Regions from separate parts of the Mus musculus genome. Here region 1 is linked to region 2. A link is a contact called in public HiChIP or PLAC-seq data. All regions are on one chromosome and are shown on one strand. Each heading gives the region's core, a stretch centred on a gene start, on an enhancer-like site or on the middle of the called end of the contact. The rest is flanking DNA. Distances are from core to core; before and after follow the strand shown. Region 1 holds the start of Dph5 (diphthamide biosynthesis 5). Region 2 holds the start of Dbt (dihydrolipoamide branched chain transacylase E2).

Region 1 (5,270 bases), core at 1,804-4,303, 620 kb before region 2:
ATGATCTATAAATATACCCTGACTGTAAACTTACTGTAGGTACACACAGTGCTAAGCCTAGAGAATCGGACACAAGGAAATCACACTCAATGACTTCAGAAAATTACTTTCATGAAGCAGAAATACAGGAAGACAATTTTATCTGTTTATTTTTATTTTTCATTAAAAGTTCATGCAATATATTCTTACTGTGGTTTCCCCTCTCCCACCTCCTAGATCCCTCACCTCCCCATCCAACTCTACGCCTTCTTTATCTTTTTAGAAAACAAACAGCAAATAAAAAAGCAAAACAAAATTTCTTTAAAAAGCGAAAAAAGCACAGAAACCACACGGACACACATAAACATAAAAACAAAAACCATAAAAAAACAAAACTAGAAACCTTAGTACACTAGCAAAAAAGTAGGAAGACAAAACAACAACAACAAAAACCACCCAAGCAAATCAATGTAAGACACACATTTACAGATATACCCTTGAGTTTGTTTTGTGTGGGCCATTGACAGCTGGACATGGGACCTATACAGGTATGCAGTTTTAAAGAGACTCAGCTATTTTATAGACACATTACTTTAGTAGAGGAGACTCCTTTGCTTAGAGGCTGGAGACCTCTGGGGAGACTTCCTGAGTGTAAAGGATCGGTAGTGGGAATCTAGGCTGATGACGAGACAGGCTTTAATGTTCAGATGAGCTGAGGTGTCAGCAGGGTGCATGTGGCTGCATGCTTTGGGCACAGAACTACAGGTGGGTCAATACCACTGAAAGAACGCTCATGGTATGTAAGGGGACCAGGGAGGCAGGTACTCAACATCCCATAGATGGGAAATTTAAGAGCATGGGGTTTCTTTTGCCAAAGTTTTTTTTTTTTTTTTAGAAGGGGGATACTATTTTTAGGGTGTATCTTTACTAGTCCTCCCTGGTTTCTGTGAAGACACATTTGAAGGGAACAAGATGGGAAGCTAACAGAGTAATAGAGCTAGGATCTGAACCAACACAGTGATAGTCAGTATGGTTTCTGACAGAGAAGACCTGGCAGTACGTGTGGGGGTGACTAATATCTGGGTTGGGGGAATGTCAAACCTACCCGATACAGAGTCAGATACCACGCAGGTAAAGAAGGTGATGAATCCAGCTCTGGATGTATAGAACTGGATAGGTTTCCGGATTATCAGGTTTGATTCCCAGCACTCACATGGTGGCTTATAAACATCTGTAACTCCAGTTCCAGAGATTTTGGTACCGTCTTCTGACCTCCATGGGCACAGGAACACATATGGTACACAGACATACAGACAGGGAAAACATTCACACACATAAAATAATCTAAAAAGAACTTTGAAAACCATTTCTCTAGATTTTTTTTTGGGCGGGGGCGGGGTTCAAGACTCACTCTGTAGACCAGGCTGGCCTCAAACTCAGAAACCTGCCTGCATCTGCCTCCCGAGTGCTGGGATTAAAGGTGTGCACCTCCACTGCCCGGCTAGACAAGTTTTAAAATGCTTATCTGTTATTAGCCTATCTTATTTGTTATCACTCAAAATCTTTTGTACATTTTTCCACATTGAGTTGTTTTCTTGTTCCATTTAAGAATCCATTAGATTTGAATTCATCTTCAGTTTATTATTAATTTGTTTGTGTGTGGGGGGGTGTGGGGGTGTGTGTGGGTGTGCCAGCCTGTGGTGGTCAGGGGAGACCTCTGTGGAGTTGTTTTTCTTCCACCTTTAACTGGGTTCCAGGATTAAACTCAGGTTGTCAGACTTGCGTGACAAGTTCCTTTACCAGCATCTTGATAGCCTTCCTTTGGTTTGTTTGCTCTGTTGACAAGTCTTTTGTCAAATTTCTGGTTTGCAAACATTTTCTCTCAGTGTACGACTTCAGTCTTTTGAAGGGAGTTTTTATTATTAAAGTATGACTTTTTTTCCTCTCTCTTTGCAACATGCCTTTTATAGCATACCTGAGAAATCTCTCCCTGGATAGGTCAGATTTTCTTTTCTTTTCTTTTTTTTTTTTCTTCTGTTATAATTTTAGGTCTTTCCATTTACACCATGATCTATTTTGAGGTGTATGTATTTTAATATGGTGCAAAGAATAAATCAATTTAGTGGGAACAGGGAGAATCAGGTCTTCGTGCACCCTTGGAGGAAAAGGCTAGACTTAAGAAAAATCTGAAAGGCCATTACATTGTGCCAAGAGAAGCAATGAACTGTCTTCCCAACTTGGATAAAGTTACCAGTGAATTTAGGAAGAGCATCTGCAGTGTAAACTTTTCGCTTACTGGAGCTGCGTGTAACCAATCTTTAAGAATCTCTGCAACAACCGCTGAGAGGTTTAAAGCACTTTCCTTTTTGTTATGCGCTTCCCGCCATAGAACTACTTTCTTTTTTAAAATTATCCTTTGGTTAGCATACTAAGTAATGGGCTTCATTATGGCATTTTTCATCCGTATATGTCATCACATTCGTATTTAGTCATCCCTTGAGCACTCTTAAAAGGTCACTCTCCACCGAGGGTGACTAAGGCAGATTCCCTTGAGGCATTCTGGTATCAGATCCCAGGGACAAACCCCTAGAAGGAGTCACAGCCCCCCCCCCCCCCCTGGGAACTTAACAACCACACTCAGCAGGGCAAGCCAACCTGTCCCCTCACCAGGGTGACTTCTGGTTAAATTGCGACAGATCTACAGAGCGGGAATTCAAAGCTGAGCAAACGCGGGGTCGGTCAGGGAAGTCCCTCCGGTTGTTCCTGCCAGTGTGCGTCTGGAGGGCGATTGGGAGCTATCGTCATCAGCCCGGACGCCCTTTGGGGATGTTTGAGTCCTGGCTTGCCGGGAGCGTGGGCACGCTGGGTCCTTTCCAGGCGCACAGCTGGACCCATTCCTGACCCTTGACCTCTGCCCGGGAGTCAGCGAGTCCTGGAGGGCCTTGCGGGGGGTATGCGATCGCTCTATAGCTCGTTCCTGGAGCGGTCTGTCATCTCCGCCTCCTGCCAGTCGTAAAGTGCTGTGAAGGGCTCTGCGCTTTACGGCGCCGTTAGGTGAGACCCGGAAGCTCTGTCTCTGATGGGCACATGGTTTGGGGACTGCAATTATTAAAAGGCTGCAGTGAGACTTTGAGGGACGTCAGCGAATCACCTCCGAGTCTCTAAGCGGGTAATCGGATCACACTTTTAAAAACAGTCATTCCATTATTTTCTAAGAGTATGCAGGAGTGTCGGACGCACGCAGGGTGCCACCTTGGTTTTTATGTTCATCCCTAGACTTTAGGTCCCCGGTGTTAGCTGACGTTTTTCTGTTGTTCACTTCGCTCTGCAGTCTCCCCATCCCTGGAGTTCGGAATGCTTTACTTGATCGGCTTGGGCCTGGGAGATGCCAAGGACATCACAGTCAAGGGCCTGGAAGTTGTGAGACGATGCAGTCGCGTGTATCTGGAAGCCTACACCTCAGTCCTGACTGTAGGGAAGGAAGCCCTGGTACGTGATTAAAGTCCCCAGGCCTCTGGGGAAGACATCTAGCTAGCGTCCGATTCTCCTACCCTAGACTGCACAGACTCTAAGCGTCTGCTTTTTTTTTTTTTTTTTAAGCCCCTGTAAAACACACACCCTGTCCATTAAGATCTACTTCATACTCAGTGACTTGGGAAATGAAACGGTAGTTTGTCCTACTTTACAAGTCTAATTTTGTGCCTTTCTCCAGTAAATAAAAAAAAAAAAGTTATTTTACACTCTTGGGGATAGTTATCAAATCCGTTATTTCATGAGCTAGCCAGACATCCTTTCCGAGTTGAGTGCTAATGAGGTGCTGACACAGGCTTAATGAGTTGCTTATACATTCAGCAAGCGATCTGAAAGCTTCCGTCTTTGAAGTAGTTCCATAGGGAACAGCGATCTCATTTTTTTTTGTCTGCAACATAGCCAAAGAGACCTTACATGTACTCTCCCAGGAAGGCTGTCATTCCCACATGTACATATAGAGTGACTAAGTAACCAGAGGATGTATTAGTGCATTATATACCTTAAACAGGGTAAATATGTAAATAATAGTTACAACAAGAAGGGTCAGTTTCTGCTTGATTGTCAAACTTAAAGTGAACCCTATATTGAGATAAGATGCTGATGTGTTGTTAGAGGAGGAGAGGAAGGTTTTTTTGTTTTGTTTTGTTTTTTTAAATTGTCAAGTCTTCCATATAAAAGTGTGGGCCAGAGAACTTCCGGTCATATCTCTCAGATTCACAACTCAGAATTTTGAAGGTTTCAGGGTTATGTTAAAAATCTTGAATCCTAAATAGGCTTCTTCTTAAGTTGGTCATGAATTAGAAAAAAAAAAAAAAAAGTAGTGTTTAATGGTCAGTTTGACTTGCTGGCCACACTTGTCGGTGTTTATACTTACTTCAAGATGATAGAAATATGTCTTGGATCAGTGATCAGAAACTATAATGGACCTAAAACCATTTGAGAAAATAGATAACTGGCAGGTTAATCGAATAGAATATTAAACACAGCCAGGGCTACACAGAGAAACCCTGTCTCTAAAACAAAAACAAAAACCAAAAACAAACAAAAAGGGAAGACAGGCAGTCGTGGCACACACCTTTAATCCCAGCACTTGGGAGGCAGAGGCAGGCAGGTTTCTGAGTTCAAGGCCAGCCTGGTCTACAGAGTAAGTTCCAGGACAGACAGGGCTACACAGAGAAATCCTGTCTCAACCCCCCACCCCCAAAAAAGCAAAAAACAAAAGAATATTAGACAATAGCTTAGAGCAAAATTGGGACATAACTTGTTTTGCCTTGTGACATGTCCCTGGACAATTCCTTTACATTTAATTTCTTATAAATTGAGGTCAGGATGTGTTTGCCTTCTAGGCTCTTAGAACAGTGTCCATCACAAAAGTTTTCAGACATTTTAGCTGCTAGCAGATATATTTCCAAATTTCTAAATGCTAGTTTCTCCATTTGTCAAAGAAAAAATAACCAATTGAAAGTTATATAGTATTTATTAAGGTGTATGTGAAAATGCTTTATAAATTATAAGTGTTAGTAAATATTAATTTTTCAAGGTTTTCCCCTAAGCATAAATGTAATTATTAGGGGTCTGGGCTTACCTTACCTATAAGTAAATTTTGTGTAGTTTTTTTAAGGTACCAGAATATCTGTTATTTCATAGTGATAAGTGTTGATATTTTTGGAACATTTATTTTGCTGTTTTGTTTATTTTCCTGACAGTGCTTGGAATTGAACCCAAGGTCTCTCAACATGCTCCACAATTGCTTTGCCACA
Region 2 (5,170 bases), core at 949-3,448:
CAGACAGCTAATCGAGATCCTGTCTCAAAACTAGTAGATAAAGAAGCAGAGAGCTGGCAATGATGCTCAGTGGTTATAGACGGCTTGCTTAGCTTATGCAAGACTCTAGGTTCATTTTACAGTGTCTGTCTCTGTCTCTGTCTGTCTGTCTCTGTCTGTCCCCCTCCCTTCCTCCTTGGGTGCCTCCCTTTCTTCTCTGGGTCCTTCCCTCCCTCTTAGTTTTACTAACCAAAAACACGGTTGGCTAGTCAAGAATTGCATCACTTGGCGCTAGTAGCGCTAGTAGCAATGCCCCATTCAGATCTAGTGAATAGGTTCCAAAACCCGGCTACAAACAAAGATAAGAACACAATCATATATGGAATCAGGATCTACTGACGTAGGATGATAAACTAGTTTGTTTCCTGAAAATAAGATAGAATCGAGAGAAGCCTGAATGGAAGAAAGTTACATAGTATCTTTCAAGAGCCCTAGGAACAACTAACTCCCTTCCCTCATTATACAAGCAAGAACATATAAGATTACTAAGTCTATTCAATGCACCTATAAAAAGTTTAATGGGGCCTGGCAGTGGCGGTGCAAGCCTTTAATCCCAGCACTCAGGAGGCAGAGGCAAGCAGATTTCTGAGTTGGAGGCCAGCCTGGTCTACAGAGTGAGTTCCAGGACAGCCAGGACTACACAGAGAAACCTTGTCTCAAACAAAACAAAACAAAACAAAACAAAACAAACAAAATAATGGGAAAAGTTTTTAAAAATCAAGTTCTTTTGATTATTGCGATTTTGGGAGGTGCTGTTAAGACAGGGTTTCTCTAACAGCCCTGGCTATACTGGAATTCACTTTGTTGATCTGGCTGGCTTCAAATTCACAAAGATCCACTGTCTTCTGGGATCAAACACTTTCGTCACCTCATCTGTCTATTGCAGATTTTCTGATAAAGGCAATGATTTATATTTACTGCCTACAGTAGATGAATGTGCATTACACAATAGTACATCTGTGTAAAGTTAAACAACTTGTGAAAAACCTGAGATTTTTGTTTCACAACCACCGACTTTCCAGTGCTGAGAGTTTCTATTGGCCCCTGCTTCCTTCTGTTTTGTTTCATTCTCTCTAACGCCTTAGACATTGATGCAGATTTTTATTCTCTCTAAGAAGAAAGAACCGTTGAATTTACTGAACATATATACAATGTATGCATTTATATACCACCTATTAAAGAAAGTTCCCTCTCTCTCATTCTCTCCCTCTGGCTTTGTTTCATTTTGTTTAAGAATGAGTCTCACCACATAGCTCAGGGTGACTGGCCTTCCATTCACAATGCGACATCTCTGCCTGCCCTACCCATGTCACCCTCACAGTGCTGGGTTTCTGATGTTTCCTTTAGCAGTTCCACTTGAGCTCAATTTGACATTTCTTCAAGGGGCAAAGCAATTCAGGGTTATACGTTTGTGACTCATTTCTTAATGATGCATCTGACCACATTTTCTAAGACTCAAAGACAAAGTGATGACATGTTTATTTTAGACACGAGAAGTCAATTTCAGCAACCTCAAGGACACTATACAGGAAAGAGGAATTCCTAATCATGGAGAAGTGTTCCTGTATGGACTTATGAAAAAGTCGCGCATCAGAGTCTTGCTATGAAACATAGAAACATCTTATTTTTTCTGCCCTTAATGTAGTTACAGCACAATACCAGAAAAGACAATTTGCTACTGACCCCTCAGGTTTTCAATTAGTGACCCTTCTTGTGTGCCCTTAACATATTCTTTTTTAAAAAATTATCTATGTATGTGTGGGTGCACAACTGTTTGCATGTACAGCACATGGATGCAGGTGCCCCGAGACGGCCAGAAGAGGGCGTCGGATCCCTTGGAACTAGAGTTGTAGGCTGTTATGACCTACCTGATTGAGTGCTGGAGACTGAACCCAAGTTTCTGCAGCCCCTAAACGTGATTTCTCTCCATTATCTGAGCTAAAAAGATGGATTGTTGATGCGCGTCTACTTAACAACCCAAGTCCTGGATTTTTAAGCTGTCGTCCTCCCCAAGTCTACCTTCTCCCTCCCTCAATTCTTTTACACCTCTCAAGGGGGAGGGGGGGGGGCTTCAGTCGGCCCCGCCCCTCGCCCTGGTTGGCTGCCCGGTGGGAGGCTCGTTCCTTCTCTCCTATTGGCCGCTCAGGGAGGTGCGTCTCGGGTCTGGGGATTGGTCGCCTGGAGGAGGCGTCTTTCCCAGCTGTGTGCTGGTGGCTATTTCCGGAGTAAAATGGCTGCAGCGCGTGTACTGAGGACCTGGAGCCAGAACGCTGTCAGACTGGTAAGCAGGGTTGGATGGGTCTAAGGTTGGGAAGGATCGATTTAGTAGATGTTATCCGGAGTTGTGTGTTGCTTTCTTCTCCGAGTGCCTCGCGTCTTGTGAGCAAGTGATGGAAGGATGCATGCAAATCAGAAGGGCAGCGAAGGTGGCGTGCCAGTGAGCCTGGAAACTCACTCCTTTCCCGTCCCGGGGCGCGATTCTCTGACGATTAGCTTTGGGCGACTAGCTTTCTTCCCAACCGTACCCACATCCTGGCCTTTGACCTGCTTAACTTTGCTTGAGTACTTTCTAGATGTCAGGCATTGTGATAAGCACTGCAGACACAGCTATGTTCTTTCGAGATTTGTTGAGAGCCCACTGCGCGCCATACGCTGGCACTATTAACCTGAGAAGAGAAAAGCCTCTAGCTTGATTCACTCGGGGCTGCACTTCTCCCCTTGGTCCACAGTCGTTCCAACTTTTTAATCATCGATTTACCACCCCCATTTGCAGTTCCCCCTCACTCACAAGCTTTTAGCAACAACCGTAGATGTATCCCACTACATATCTAGTTTCTTCCTAATTACATAACTTTTTGGATACCGTAGACTTTACCCATTTCCCTAGATGTTCCTTTAGTGCTGGCCTCCTGATCTCTCCAAACCTTCTTCCCAGCCTGCTGTGTGTATTGGGCACTGGGCATATTTCTATAACACAGCCAGCCACCATCCTTTCCCTCCTAACATTGTAGCCTAGAACAGGAGAATAGGAGAGAGGGAGGCAAGGAAAGACAGAAAGCCACGGTTTTAGAAAGACGTGCTATTATGGAACAAGTGCTCAAAGCTCCTGTGACACTTGAGGGTGGACACCTATGGAGGAGTGGGGGTACAGAGAGGAATTCCTGGGGACTAGTGAGTGCGTACGGAGACTGAAGAGAAGTAGGAACTAGGCAGCAGAAGGGTACTCTTGTCAGCAGCACCTTAGTAGGTATTATGGGCAACTCTTCTTTCGAGAGCTCTCCACTCTTGGATTCTGAGACACTAGTTGACCAATATTCCTCTTCAGTTGCTCTATTCCACTGCCCTCTTTTCCTTTCCAGCTTCTAAATACCACGCAAAGACTTCCGTCAACAGTGCTCCCATAGGCTCTCGACAGACCTGCCAACTTCCTATGACCTTTTCCATCGTTTGATGTGTGTGGACACACAGACAGAATGGTGTGACGGGTGCCCACAGTGTTTAGTACAGTGACATGCTGGACAGGTTTGTAGTATAAGAGCTAGCATAGAGCTTACGTGGGCAATAAGTTAAGCCATTTGGTTTGTGTAAGCATAAGGTGAGTCCATAGACTAGCTCATCTAATAGTGAATAGATTTCACACAGACCTGTCATAAAGTGATGGATGACTACTAAAAAAAAAAAAAAATAAAAAAAGAAGCCCTGGCTTTGGCCCTCTGCGCTTTTCCAACTTCCTGCATTATCTCTCCCACGTCTTTGCATATAGTCACCAGTTGTGCTAATGGTTCCCTGGCGTTCTCTAGTCTTCCCTAGCTGTCCAAGAGATCTCCCGTTGCACAATATGAGGTGTTTTCTCAACTGCAGGTAACACAAATCCAGTGAATGAACAAGACACCATCTATGCCTATAGACTACAGGTGACATGTGTGACTGTCACTATGACGGCTGACAGTTCATCAGGGCAGTTGACCTTTTCCATACAGCCATCCGGGAGCTGCAGCAACTCACTGGGCATTTAAGTCAGGATGGAGGAAGGGATATTACCAGGCTGACATAACCAGCTAGAACACAGTTCCCTAGCTACGAGCACAGGGGAGTTGGAAAAGCTAGCCTTTGGCCATCTCACCGTGCACCACAGTGCCTCAGGGATGCAGACTCCAGGCTCCACAATAGACCCCTCAAACCTGTTTCTCTTGACTCTACCTTCCAACTCTGAAGAAATGTAGCTAGTATTTACCACCTTGCTCTTAATTACAGATGTCTTAGTCTTTCCTAACTGGGCCTCTTGCCTCTGATCAGCCTCTTTTGTAGTTCATTTCCCATAGGCCAGCCAAAAGGATCTTATAAAATGAGGCACACATTAGATTATGCCATGTTCTTGTTTAAGACTCATCTTTTTAAAAAATGCCCCCAAGCCACTTGATTGAGGAAATTTATGATGTGGCTTCTCCAACCTCTCAAGTATCATTCTTTATTGAAAACCTGCTTATTCTACAGGTTATTACCTCTTATCACACACTTTTGATTTTCCTTGCCACATCCTTCATTGTTCCTCTTTTACACATCCATTCTTAAATTTGACTTATGAGACCACATTCTACGATGTCTGCCTTTGTGAGTACCGTATCTTTATCTTGAAAATAATTGGTTTTATTATTATTTAAACCACTTTACTGGGCATTAGTTATAGACATCAATGAAAAAAAAAGTATTAGAGTAAAAGTAGCATTCTACACACACACACACACACACACACACACACACTCACTCCAGCCCCAGCTCTGAGTGCCCCCGCTGGCTGCACAGAGAACTCTACGGAACAATTACCCTAGTACACACTGCTTTCTTGATTCCAGACCTTTGCTCATATATTTCCTCTGCCTTGGAGACTCTTGCCTCATCTGCAGCCCTGCTCCTCTCCTGCGTTACTCCCACTCAGCCTCCAGTCTTACTCCAAGCTAACTCTCCAGCCAGCTTCTCTTAGAACACCCCACGGTGGCTGTGTTAATGGCCTGTGTACTTCGCTTTATCTTTCATTCTGCTGGACATTGCTTTCGGGCAGGGATCACACGTGTTTCCTTCTGGATGTGGCCACAGCGCCCCATACACCGTGAGTGCCCATAAATGCTTGCTG

What was found. HiChIP or PLAC-seq counts read pairs in DNA pulled down with a chosen protein or histone mark.
Region 1: an H3K4me3 HiChIP or PLAC-seq map of embryonic stem cells shows a contact between it and region 2, with 9 read pairs. The contact joins the promoter of Dph5 here to the promoter of Dbt in region 2. A contact is called at or near these places in 2 of 39 promoter capture datasets (the HPC-7 cell line and liver) and 2 of 115 datasets of contacts at active chromatin or transcription factors (embryonic stem cells and memory CD8 T cells).

What each region holds. Positions count from the first base shown.
Region 1 is chr3:115,885,130-115,890,399 of GRCm38.p6, forward strand. It overlaps Dph5 (diphthamide biosynthesis 5), which reads left to right and starts at 3,054. Exons shown (of 8, transcript NM_027193.2): 1 at 3,054-3,148; 2 at 3,311-3,468. The coding sequence starts at 3,334. A930005H10Rik (RIKEN cDNA A930005H10 gene) reads right to left here and starts at 3,001. Exons shown (of 2, transcript NR_015487.1): 1 at 2,635-3,001.
Region 2 is chr3:116,510,872-116,516,041 of GRCm38.p6, forward strand. Dbt (dihydrolipoamide branched chain transacylase E2) reads left to right here and starts at 2,199. Exons shown (of 11, transcript NM_010022.4): 1 at 2,199-2,320. The coding sequence starts at 2,270.